Regions from separate parts of the Muntiacus reevesi genome. Here region 2 is linked to region 1. Evidence: chromatin contacts called from public Hi-C data. All regions are on one chromosome and are shown on one strand. Each heading gives the region's core, a stretch centred on a gene start, on an enhancer-like site or on the middle of the called end of the contact. The rest is flanking DNA. Distances are from core to core; before and after follow the strand shown. Region 1 holds the start of KCTD9 (potassium channel tetramerization domain containing 9). Region 2 holds the start of BNIP3L (BCL2 interacting protein 3 like).

Region 1 (6,099 bases), core at 1,334-3,833:
TTTCTTATTTTCTTAGTTGCCCTTCAACTGTCTCTCATTTTTGCTATACATGACTGTCAAATGTATTACTATTTAGGGCATACACCATCCTGTATTCCATGTGTTGGGTCAAAGAGCAATTTGGACACATATCCTTCTCCAGTTTAAATATGGAGCATAGCTGTGACTCAGGAACAACATCATTTTGGTGCCCTGGGACCCTGATCTAGTAAGCTTGAGAGCCAATCAATTTAGATACATAACATATTAAGCTAGATGGGGTAGGTGAACAGTACTGTTTAATTTTTAAACTTTTAAAAGCACTGCAACAAAGGGACAACAGTTCTTACCTGAAGAGCTATTTGCAAAGCTTTCAGGTGTAATTCCCAATTGCTCCACAGTTACTGTGGAAAAGTTCAAAGGAGATTTAAAAGTCTCCGATGTGCAACCATTAGGAGTCATTTCAGCTCCCTGCTTGTGGGGAGTTACAAGCTTCCCATTTCCCAAAATGAAAGGGGTGTTTCCTGAAACAGACAACATGTGGTAGAAGTTAAACATCATTAGAAGATAAATATTTAAACCTTAAATTTCACAAAGAGACAACAGGTCTCTACATACCACTGTTATTAATAGAAGACTCCTTGGTTTGAAGGGGCTCGCTGTCTTGTGAACAAGTATCCATCTAAAGAGAAAGAGAAGAAAAAAGAAAAATAACCCACTTCCAAGATTAATGTGATTTGATTGAGATCCTCTTTCAAGACTGAATTCTAATACAATCCATGTTGTTGCTGTTTAGTCGCCAAGTCGTGTTCAACTCTTTTGTGTCCCCATGGGCTGTAGCCGGCCAGGCTTCCCTTTCCATAGGATATCCCAGGCAAGAATACTGGAGTGGGTTGCCATTTCCTTCTCCAGGGAATCTTCCCGACCCAGGAACTGAACCAGACAGCTCCTACACTGACAGGCGGATACTTTACCAGGGAAGCCCAACACAATCTACACTGGCACGAAAACAGGTGTCAAATGACTACTTTAGGACCTCAAATTAAAGAGGAGTGGAGGAGACTGCTCTTCGGGACGAAACGAAGCACACCTCATAAGCCAAGGATTTTCAACCTTAGGGAACATCGGACTCATCTGGGCACTCTGTTTGAGACGCACCTTTTGCAGACTCCCCAAAATTCTAATTCAGGAGGTCTGCCCAGACCTCAGGAGTTTGCATATTAAAAATGCACGCGGGAGATCCAGGGGAACACACTGCTGACAAAACACCCCGAAGAAACAGCTCTGCGGCACGGTGCTGTTCTTAGTCGTGTCCGACTCTGCGACTCCATGGACTGTAGATAGCCAGGCTCCTCTGTCCACGGGACTATCCAGGGTTGCCATTCCCGTCTCCCGGGGATTTTCCCAACCCAGGGGTCGAACCCAGGTCTTCCGCATTGCAGGCGAATTCTTTACCATCTGAGCTACCAGAAGCCCTGAATCCCAACCAGATCACCTGCCTTACCTCCGGTAGGGTTTATTTTGAACGCTACTCCGATGAATATTGGGACTGCCGTGCCTTCTAGATCTCGGCTCTTTGGTGCTGAAGCATTCGCTCGAGAAAACAACTGTCGGCCGCCAAGCCATCCGCTGGGGGCTCCCAGATCCCCCGCCGCCAACACCCCAACCTGCGGCCGGAGTCCCTTACAGCCTTCCTTCCGCGAGGGCTCGGACCGCCGCCCGATTCAAATCGCCGGCCCCGCCTCCTCGGCGTCCCGGCGTTACTTTGCGAATCTCTACGCCGCCACCACCTGCACGTGTGCGCGCGCACCCCGAACCCTGCCAGGCCTCTACATCGCCGTCCCGGGAACAAGAGTGGCTTCGTGGGCTCGAAGAGACACCACCACTAGCTGCCGGTAACACACTGACCAAAGAGACCAGTTGTTGGCCTCTGTCCGCAGGGACTACTTTCTGTGAGAGCCTCGCGGAAGATCCCTTCGGTTAGTTTTTTAGCTCCGTCCCCGCCTTTCGATTGGATGCTGCAAACTTCGAAAAGAATCCTTGGACCAATCAGGATAGAAAAACGGGCCGGCTCTTACCCAATCAGCGAGCCCCAGACTCAGCCGTTTCCTCTGTGGGTTGGGCGAGGGGGAGGTGTTAAAGTTGGGAGGCTCTGACTGGTTATGGATCACTTCCAGCGCTCCACCTCCTTCTTTCAAGCCCCGCCTTCGTATGCAGATTCTCTCTACCTGGTGTTGGCTTTGCGCCTGCTCAGTAATGCTTTGAGCCGCCGTTCGGCTCCAGGTTGAGCTCTGATTGGCTGATAATCCTTCCCTGTCGGCTAGACCGCAGCCTCTCTTCCCTCCTTCCACCTGGGCTGGGTTAGTAAGAGCCCACCCAGTGCAGGCGGATGATTGGTTGAGTGTTGCCCTGCGCCGCCGGATGATTGGCGGAGCTTAGAGTCAGTCTGGGAGAGGTGGGGGAAGGGCCCCAGACTGACTGAAGAGCCCAGGGGCGGGGTGGGAAGGAGGACCGGCCAACCTTGGGGTGTGGGACGGAGTGTGCGTGCTTGTGTGTGTGTGTGTGTGTCAGTGAAGGAAGGAAGGTGGCGAAGGGAGGAGAGTCCGAGTGGGTGGAGGGAGGGGAAGGGCGGGAGAAGAAGAAGGTGGGAGGAGAGACAGGTGGGAGGGTGGCGACTCACTCAGGATCCGGCGGGGGCAACGCGATGAGGCGGGTGACCCTGTTCCTTAACGGCAGCCCCAAAAATGGAAAGGTAAGGGGGTCGGGAGGAGGCGAGGCGGCCGCGCTGCGGGGGGCGAGGGCAGCGGAGTGCGGAGCGGGCTCGCGGGGCAGAGGGCTGAAGTTGGGGAGAGGCACTGGAAGCGGGGAGGTGGGCGTGCGCCGGGGCGGGGGGCGTCCGGGAGGAGGCCGACCTTGCGTCCCAGAGGCCTCCTCCCCAGCCCCGGATCCCTAGCCCGCGCCTGCCCTTGGACTCCACAGCTGCTCTGGGGAGCGGCGCAGGTCAGTTTGTGCTCAGTCGTTCTCAAGCCCAGGTGTGGGTCCTGGAGTGCAGAGGACTCGGAGGTCGCTGTCACCTGATGCTCAAATTCCGCTTCCCACCTCCGCCGAGACCCCGCTGCCCCCCGCCCCTGGCTGCAGAAGGCGCTGGTTCCCACCTTCGTGCTGAGTAATGGTCCGCTCCAGAAAGTGCTGGTTAAAAACTAAAGCATTTAAGGGTGATCAGGTGAAAACAATTAAAACTTTCTATCCGTGACTAAGTAAAATGTTCTCTCAGCCTAAGTCGAATAGAGGGATGAAATAATACTGACATTTTCTTGATGGTCACCCCCCCCCCCATCCACACACACACTTTTAGGAGCCCACAGCACCACCGCCGCCAAAACTTCTGTACTCGCTTTATTAATATTTCGCACTATTTTAGTTTCTTAGAAGACTGGGACAATAGACCGAAGTGAATGGATTGGACATTACTCTTTGCTGTGTTAGGCCTTTGTTGAGGGTGTGGTGCTGAATATTTTTCCTTCGCTGGAGCAAGCCAAAATGTATCCTGTCCCTTCTCAGCCCCTTGCCCCACCCATGAAAGTTGTTCGGCGTCTTTGGAAAATTTGACCGTTCAAGGCAGACATTTATGGTGTGGCTAAATGACATCTAGAAATTACTAAGCATTAGAGTCGGAGTTGAAGGTAGATTGGGCTCCCTGTCTTATCTGCCAGCATGTTTTCTGCATGTTTTGCATACACTGTTAATTTTTAAATAGCGCAATTGTGCCACGGTATAAAAAAATGGCTTTCCAGCTACTCTGCAGTTTTGAGTGAAAGTGCTCCAAAGATTTGAACCACACTGTAGTTTCTTGACTGCAATTATCGTGTTCTTCTGGTTTTCGAGATTTCTCATTAAAAGAGAAGTAGCATAAATTCAAGTAATTGAGTTTTCATAAATTCTTCACAACATTCACTTTATTTCTGACTATTAATTTTTCTGTACCTGTTTTGTCTGTTGATAACTACTGCTCATAACCCAAAACATATGTTGTTACTGGAAGAAAGATTTAGTATATCCAAAGTTACAATTGTAGTTCGTTCTCAAAAACAGGCCTGTGACTGACCCTTTTCTTCAACATCTCTGCTTTGTTATTTCATGGAAGACAAGATGTTTAGACCCAGCCATAAATTTTTAACTACTTCTGAAACTACTGAATTTTATTCTTGTAAAAAATTGGCTGACTTAATCTTGCTATATTTTTATTAAGGTGGCTTTTTTTTTTAAACGTACTTTTGACTAGGTTAGCTTTTTGGATTTAAATATTAGTTTACTTAAATATTTTTCTAGAAAATCTCAGAAAATTGGAAAAAAACTTCTCAAATAGTTAAATGTTTGTTGCAAACATTATAAAAACCCAAATTGGAAAAGACTAATATGATTCAATATTGAAAATAAGTCAGGGGCTTCCCTGGTGGTCCAGTGGTTATAGGATTCCATGCTTTCACAGCCGAGGGTGCAGGTTCCATCCCTGATCAGGGAATTAAGATCCCACAGACGGTGTGAATCAACCAAAAAAATTAAAAAGTCACGTGATAATCTTTACTACTTAACTGAAAAACATATTCTTTGCCGAAGTTTTGAGTGTTTCCTCCCCTCCCCTTAAATTGATTTAAAAAAAATACTACTACTGATTTTAAAAAATTACTCTTATTTGACCAAAGAGAGCAGAATAATACATAACAGCCTGCATTTTTGTATAGATGAAGTGACTGTACTTAGCCAGGGTTGGCATGATCTCGACATGATTTTCGTGAAACTGAGAAAGCACTGTTACAAGATAAACAGTGTGGTCTCTTGTCCACCAGCTGGAATATCTCTGTCACTTTCATTATCTCCTTACTTACCTAGCTTCTGTTTTTGTTACCTGGCCCTAAGAGTAATGCCTGTTTTTTTCCCACATAAGTTTCCCTCCTTTAAAGCATGTTGAGCAGTTGCCAACACTGGGTGGTGAAGCTTGGGGTTTGAAAGGCAGAGTCGTATCCAACTCTGCATTTTTCGGGCACTGGAGAAGACAGCATATGCTCACCACAACTTTTGACTTTTGTGTATGTTGAGTAAACAGAAGTGTGACTATTGAATGTTTTGATGTTGAAGACAGGTTGGGGGGAAGGGTGCGTTGTGGCTTCTTTAAAGTGATGCTTTCCCAAGTGAGATTGTCTGCCTCACAGGGCGTGCCAAGAGGATCCAGTACTTTAAGAAGAAATAGTACACCTTTTAGGTTTTGTTTTGTTTTTTTTTTACTTAAAGATACAAAATTACATCAAGACTTGATTTTGCCAATCCGGAAGGACACAGATTGCACACAGGTGCTTTTAGTCCCTTGAGTGGGTCAGCTGGTTAGCTGCTCCCTGAATGTATATTGTTCTTTGAAATAGTAGCCGATGATAGGAAGAGATCATCCCAATTAGCAAGATACTTAAAAATATTTTCCAGCACACAAAGATCACTTTAGACTTTTTTTCTTTTAATGTTTAAAGTCAATCTTATGTTTGGCAGGAGTTCACTAAATTTAATGATATATATTTAAGGGATTTTTACTGGTTGACTCATTGTCTTAAGTCAATAAAAGTCCTTTTCTCATTTGGGAAATTATATTTTTCCTGACAGTGGTGTATACTTTATAAATAAGTAAATGAATACGTGGATGTTTGAGTACATCCCCCAAGTGTTTCATGGATGGGTGCCTAGTCAAAAGAACTTGAAGGCCATATTTCTAAAAAATTGGACTCTTTAAATTTTCATTTTTTTAAGTTGCTGCCAGAGTCAGGTTTGAATCTTTCATCCTTTCTCCACATGCCTCAGAATTCCCGTTCTCTTTTACTATTGTCTGTAACAGTTGGCATCAAGGAATTTAAAATGAGTATGCAGTTGAGTGGCTTCTGAGCTACCTGATGTCAGTTCCATTTTTCCGAGCGTTGTGGACTTAAGTTGCTTTTTCTTGCTTCAGAATATTCAACCAGGCTTTTTGTATACCTTATTCATTTATTAAGTCAGCAGTTCCTGAGTATTGTCATATGAAGTACCATGCCAGGCACTGCAGCCATAGTGAGATGTGAAATAAATCTTAATTCTGTACCG
Region 2 (6,199 bases), core at 1,153-3,652, 800 kb before region 1:
CAGATTTCCCAAAGCAACATTTTGATACTACACACACAGGCTGAGCATCCTTGCACTTCTGTAACAGCTAATACAAATGTTATCGGCACCTGATTGGTCAAGGACATGGAAGACCTCAGGGGTCTGTCAGGACAGGGAGGAAAATCATCACATGGAGTGCAACCCCATTTTTCTGTTACATGGCCAAAGGTAAAGAAAAATTCCTTTGCTTTCTGTGATGTCAGGGACATATACTAACCAAACAGCTAACTTGTATCACAGAAAAACTGGAGTGCAAACAAGAAACAGTACACTAGAAAGAGATCCATAGGCAGCTCACCTCTGTACATCAGGTGGGATAACACAGGGAATAAATAAGAAACACACAAGATCAGGGGACTGTGGGCCACTGAAGAGGAGTGTCCTGAAAGGAACACTCGATCGGGTGAAAGTAAAACCTCGCTCTAGGATCTAGCCTGTGGTGAACTTGGACAACACACCTGACTCTAGACTTGTTTCTCTCTTTTTAAATGGGAAGCATAGTTTACTTACAACGTGCTAAATTTTGCTGTATAGCAAAGTGGCTCAGTTACACACATAAATATATACTCTTTTTTACCTTTATTTCTAATATGGTTTATCCCAGGAGACTGGATAGAGATCCCTGTACTATACAGTAGGACTTTGTTGTTTATACATTCTAAACAGATCTGTTTCTTTACCAGTAAAGAACAGTGGACAGCTACTGCTAATGTTTCTTCCCATTTTAAAATCACATGCTTCAAAAGAGTATGCTTAAAAAAAATTCTTAATTAAAACTTTTTAAATGCATATTAATATGTGAGGAAAATAACATTAAAAGACAAAGAAATTAATCCTAATTTACTGTGGGAAATAATACATAAACCTTATATTCCAGAACATAAGACACTTCAAATTTTTGAGAAGTCAACATTTAAGGAATCACTTAACAAAAGATGGAGCAAGAACAATAAGCATTGAAAACATTTTTAAAATACTTAAATTCTATCTCAATATTGTGAGGAAAGGAACTCTCTTCTTTAAAATAATTGTTGGGCCATGCTGAACACTTCTCCCTGATCAAAGATCTTGCAGTGCTTTTAAATGTCATTTAAGCATCCAACTGATTTTTAAATGACTTTATGTGGCCATATGCTAAATGTCCCAACTACCACTTTCAAAAGGTAAATTACAGGAAGGTTAGGCGAGAACCTTCCCAAGTGTTTCAGCGAGCTTTAAAGGCAACAGGGAAAAACCTCAGAACAAGATGTCTAAGCACCAGAATGTTAGGAAAAGCAACTGTATTTGGTCGTAATTCGATATTGGCATTGATTTTCAATAGCCCGCTTTAGCACATTAAAAACGAATGAGTTTTCAATCCCGTTTCTGAAAATCCATTGCCCCAGACGCCGAGATTTGTGCAATCTTGGACGGTTCAAGAGGCTGTTCAAAATCAGGTCTACAGGACACACAACACGATCGTTTAAAAAAAAAAATTACTTGAGCAACTCTGAAACATCTCTTTTTTTTTTTTTAAAGTAGCATAGTCTCCTCACCCCCACCCTCACGTGATACAAGTAACCACTAAATTACCAAATAATTTTCCTGGCCAGCCTGTGCTAACAAAAGAACGCAACAAGAGGGCTCACGTTCCGAGCCGAGGGGAAAGGCCGACCCAAAGAGGTGGGGTCAGCCGGGCCTGGCCGAAGCTCCCAGCACCCTTGACCTCCCGCCCGCCCTCGGCCGCCCCCTCCTCTCGGCCCGCTGCCCGCGTCCATCCCCCGGCGTCCCAGCCGCACGTCCCCATCTCTGCCCACGTCCCCTTCGCTGCCCGCTCCGCCCACCCTCCCTCCCGCGCCGCAAGGCCCACCCCTCCACGCCCCGATTGGCTCCTCTCCGGGGCCCACCACAGGTAAGATCCACTCGACCCCCTCGTCTTCCCACCCAACTATCCTCCCCAACCGCGAACCCAAGCCGTTCCCCATCCACGACCCCAGGAGGCAGCGGAGCCAGGTTTCGAGGAAGACAGAAGCGACTACTCCTGACCGGTGACGGGAGCTGTCAGTCACCCGCACATCCTCGGTCTTGACCAATGGGCTGTCTTCTCCTCCCGCCCCCCCCCCCCCCCCCCCGCGCGGAGCTGGCGGCGGCGACCCGAGCAGCTCCTCCTCCCCCATCCCCTTTACCGAGTCCGCTGGCCCAGCACTCACTGTTGAGGCCGGCAGGCGGTGGCAGAGACTGTTCGCCTTCCTCACAGTTATTGTTGTTGTTGTGCAGCGGCGGCGGCTGTTCTACTAAGTGAGACGACATTGTCAGGAGGCTGGAAGAGCTGCGGCCCCGCAGCAAGGACCGTCTCCGGCTCTCCGGCAGCAACACAACAAGCCGAGTCCCCCGCCCCCTTTTCCGCGCCTGCGCAGCCCCTCCCCCGCCCTGACGTCAGGACCCGCCCCGACCACGTGAGGACAACACAACAAGCGACGGGGCGGGGCGGGGGCGTGCCCAGGCGAGCTAGGTACGTGGAGACGCGGGAGTCGCGCTGACGCGCGCGCCAGGAATGAGTTCCTGCGTGTCATTGACTGGCAGGATGGAGTGAGGTATGCGGCTGTAACTGGGATAGAGGATGAGGAGACGTGTAATGAGGAAGTGCAAGGCCCTCTGGTGCTGACACGCAGGCCTCCCACACCTGCGGGATCACCATTGTTTTATCAAACCCGTGAGCATTTCTTTTTGAATTTCCGTAAGGACTCTTCAGATATTTACCTGTAAATAGGTATCGTGGTGACAGAAGGGAAGTGCCTCCCCGTCATAAATCTAAAATCAAGCTAGTGGAACACTGAACACGCCAAACAAGGAACAATATAAGGCAGGCCAGATTTTTTAGTTGTTAAACGATTTTTTTTTTTAAACCATAATTACAAACAACACGCAATCATTATTTTTAAAATGGGAAAGTTTTAAATGGGAAAAGAGAAGAATATAATCACCCAAATCGCATGACTTGGCCCATTCTGGAACAGGACATGAGAAACCTTGTTTCCTAAAGGTGGGTTGACCGTAAACCATGTTCCTTGACCCTCCATCTACGTCCTATTTCCGTGTCTTTGTCGTTTCCGTGGTCTCATTTATGTGTGGCATCTGTTTCTCTCGGTCTGTCATTTGTTTTTTTAACCTTGTTTCACTATAGTGGGTTCTCTAGTGTTAGTCGCTCAGTCGTGTCCGACTCTTTGCGACCCCATGGACTGTAGCTCACCAGACTCCTATATCCATGGGATTCTCCAGACAAGAATACAGGAGTGTGTTGACATGCTCTCCTCCAGGGGATCTTTCTGACCCAGGGATCCAACCCGGGTCTTCTTTGCAGGCAGATTCTTTACCAACTGAGCCACGAGGGAAGCCCAGGATTTCACTATGCTGAGGCAATCGGACCTGTTATTTTTATGACTTTGGAATACTGTCACACCATGATTTTAAATCTATTCCCTAGAATTTTTTTCTAATAGGTTGGATTTTTATACTCATACCTTAGTCCATCTGAAACTTATTTTTGTGTGTTGTAAATTGCTTAACTTCAGTTCTTCACAGTTGATCCAACAGTATCTCTTAAGCCATCCTTTTGACACTGACTTGAGAGTACACCTTTATCCCATATTGAGTGAGTGAGTGGAGTCGCTCAGTCGTGTCCAACTCTTTGCGACCCCATGGACTGTAGCCTACCAGGCTACTCTGTCCATGCAATTTTCCCGGCAAGGGTACTGGAGTGGCTTGCCATTTCCTTCTCCAGGTTATCTTCCCAACCCAGGGATTGAACCTGGGTCTCCCGAATTGCAGGCAGACCCTGTACCATCTGACCCACCAGGGAAGCCTTATCACATTTTAAATTTCCACAAAAACAGGAGTTCATTTCAGTGTCTCTACAATATATCTATCAGATAACTGTTAGAGAAAGTCTCTCCTCATTTGTCCTTTAAAATGTTTTTATGACTATTTAATTACTCTTCCAATGAACTCTGGGGGGATTATTGACATATTTACAAAGTTGTCTTCCATTCAGATACTGATATCCCTTCATATTCTGTTTTTATTAAAATTTTTCAAAGTCGTTCTTCAAAAAGATCTTAAACATTTCATCTTTTTAAGTTTTGGTATGATCTTATGCTCATTAAAAAAGAAAAAACCACAGAAGGTTTCCTTTTCTGTGGTCTTAAGTAGATAAAATTGAAATTACCTTTCTGTTTCCTCTAAGGAAACATCCAGATCTAGTGTTTTTAGCAGGGAGGGGTAAGCTCTGGTTCTATAGGATGTTATCTTTATTTCTTATATTATGTTATTTGGAATCTGTTTTCTCATGATTATATGACCTAATGTATATCTATTTTTCTGGCTTTTTTAACCCAATTCCTTCTTCCTAACCGTATGATTCTGAAATCCCTTTTTATTAGCTTAGTTGTTGTTTGGTCGCTAAGTCCTGTCCAACTCTTATATGAACCCATGGGCTGTAGCCTGACAGGCTCCTCTGTCCATGGCATTCCCCCAGGCAAGAATACTGGAGTGGATTGCCATTCCCTTTTCCAGGGGATCTTCGCAACACAAGGGATCGAACCCCCATCTCCCACATTGCATGTGAATTCTTTACCACTGAGCCACCGGGAAAGCCCTTTATCAGCTTACTTGCGCTATAACTCACATACTCTACAATTAACCTTAAATGGGTTAATTAAGTTCACAGCTCAGTGTTTTATTTACAGAGTTGTGCAGTCATCTCCACAATCTAATTCTCAACTTAGGTCACCTCCAAAAGAAACCCTATGCTCATTAGCTATGTCTGATTTTTCCTATCTTCTTACATTTGATACTTATTCCATTCATTATTTATTTGGGTGTTTAAGAATTTTTCTCTGTTCAGAGTATGTTTTTGTACTACTTCTAGTTTGGCGATTTCTCTTAGGTTTTCTTTGGTGCCTAATTTATGGTTCCATTTGGGAAATGTTCCATGAATATTTGAAAAGAAGGTATGATTCCTGTGTTGAAGATAGCACATTTGATGTATCTGTTGGAACTACCTTAATAATTATTTAAGTTTTTTTTTAATTTTTCCCTCTTTCTGTGGATTTCAAGAGGTCAGTATTTCACTCCTGATGTTTCTTTCTTCTATTTTGTTGTAATTGAGGCTTCACTATTTGATGCATAGATGTTCATAACTGTGTCTTTATCATTATGAATTGGTCCTAGTTTTGTCCTCAGTCCAACCTTGTCTGATATTAAAATCATGATTCTGGTTTGTTTTTTTTATTATTGTTGTTGATGTTTTTGTTTAGTTGCAACATTTTGATGTCTACCCATTTTTTTAACTTAAAAAATTATTTATTTTTGGCTGTGCTGGGTCTTTGTTGCTGCACGGACTTTTCTCTGGTTGTGGCCAGCGGGGCTATTCTCTAGCGGTATGCAGGCTTCCCATACCGCAAGAGAAGTGGTAGCTTCTCTTGTTGCGGAGCACGGGCCCTAGAGCACAGACTCAATAGTTGTGACACAGGGGCTTACTTGCTACACGGGAAGTGGGCTCTTCCCAGACCAGGGATTAAATCCATGTTCCCTGCATTGGCAGGCAGTCTTTACCACTGTGCTACCTGGGAAGCTCAGCAGCTAAACTTATTGTGCACTTAATCTGAGCCAGACTTTATGACTATCGCATAGAGCTAATTTCCTATTTAATTCTCCCAACCATCTTAGGAGTTAGGTATTGTCACTACTTTATAAATAAGAAAACCATGACACTTGCTAAGTACCATACACATGATGATGGCAATACAGGTGGTACTTGGACCCGGAACCGTTTGCCAAGTACAGACTCGATACTTCTGCGCTCCCTCTTCATTTCCACACACGTGACTGAAGCTGCCAGTGTTCTGATTATCGTCTTGCTTCTTAGCCTCCAAGGCACTGTCTAGAAAAATGGCTCCAGTTGAGCCAGATTCCTCTTTACCCAAATTTACAGAGATCCCACCTGGATACAGTCTGCATTATCCTAACCAGTTGCACTGCCAGGCATCCTTCCTTTGGAACTTTTTACTATAAATCAGAGTTCCTACTTATCAATTATGGGCTTATGCAAAGTTCAGTATGTTAGGTGTAATTATTTACCATTTGATTGGTAGGAAAGAATGTTTCCTTTCAGATGCTAAAAAAAAAAAAAAATGCTGCC

Evidence for each region. A called contact is a pair of places that touch in the nucleus more often than the background predicts.
Region 2: a Hi-C map of muscle shows a contact between it and region 1, with 5 times the contacts expected there. The contact joins the promoter of BNIP3L here to the promoter of KCTD9 in region 1. A contact is called at or near these places in 2 of 3 Hi-C or Micro-C datasets (blood and muscle).

The regions. Positions count from the first base shown.
Region 1 is chr10:5,500,560-5,506,658 of mMunRee1.1, reverse strand. It overlaps KCTD9 (potassium channel tetramerization domain containing 9), which reads left to right and starts at 2,583. Exons shown (of 12, transcript XM_065947105.1): 1 at 2,583-2,731. The coding sequence starts at 2,684. It overlaps CDCA2 (cell division cycle associated 2), which reads right to left and starts at 1,857. Exons shown (of 15, transcript XM_065947328.1): 1 at 1,484-1,857; 2 at 598-661; 3 at 330-503. The coding sequence starts at 661.
Region 2 is chr10:6,295,421-6,301,619 of mMunRee1.1, reverse strand. BNIP3L (BCL2 interacting protein 3 like) reads right to left here and starts at 2,402. Exons shown (of 6, transcript XM_065946645.1): 1 at 2,211-2,402. The coding sequence starts at 2,310.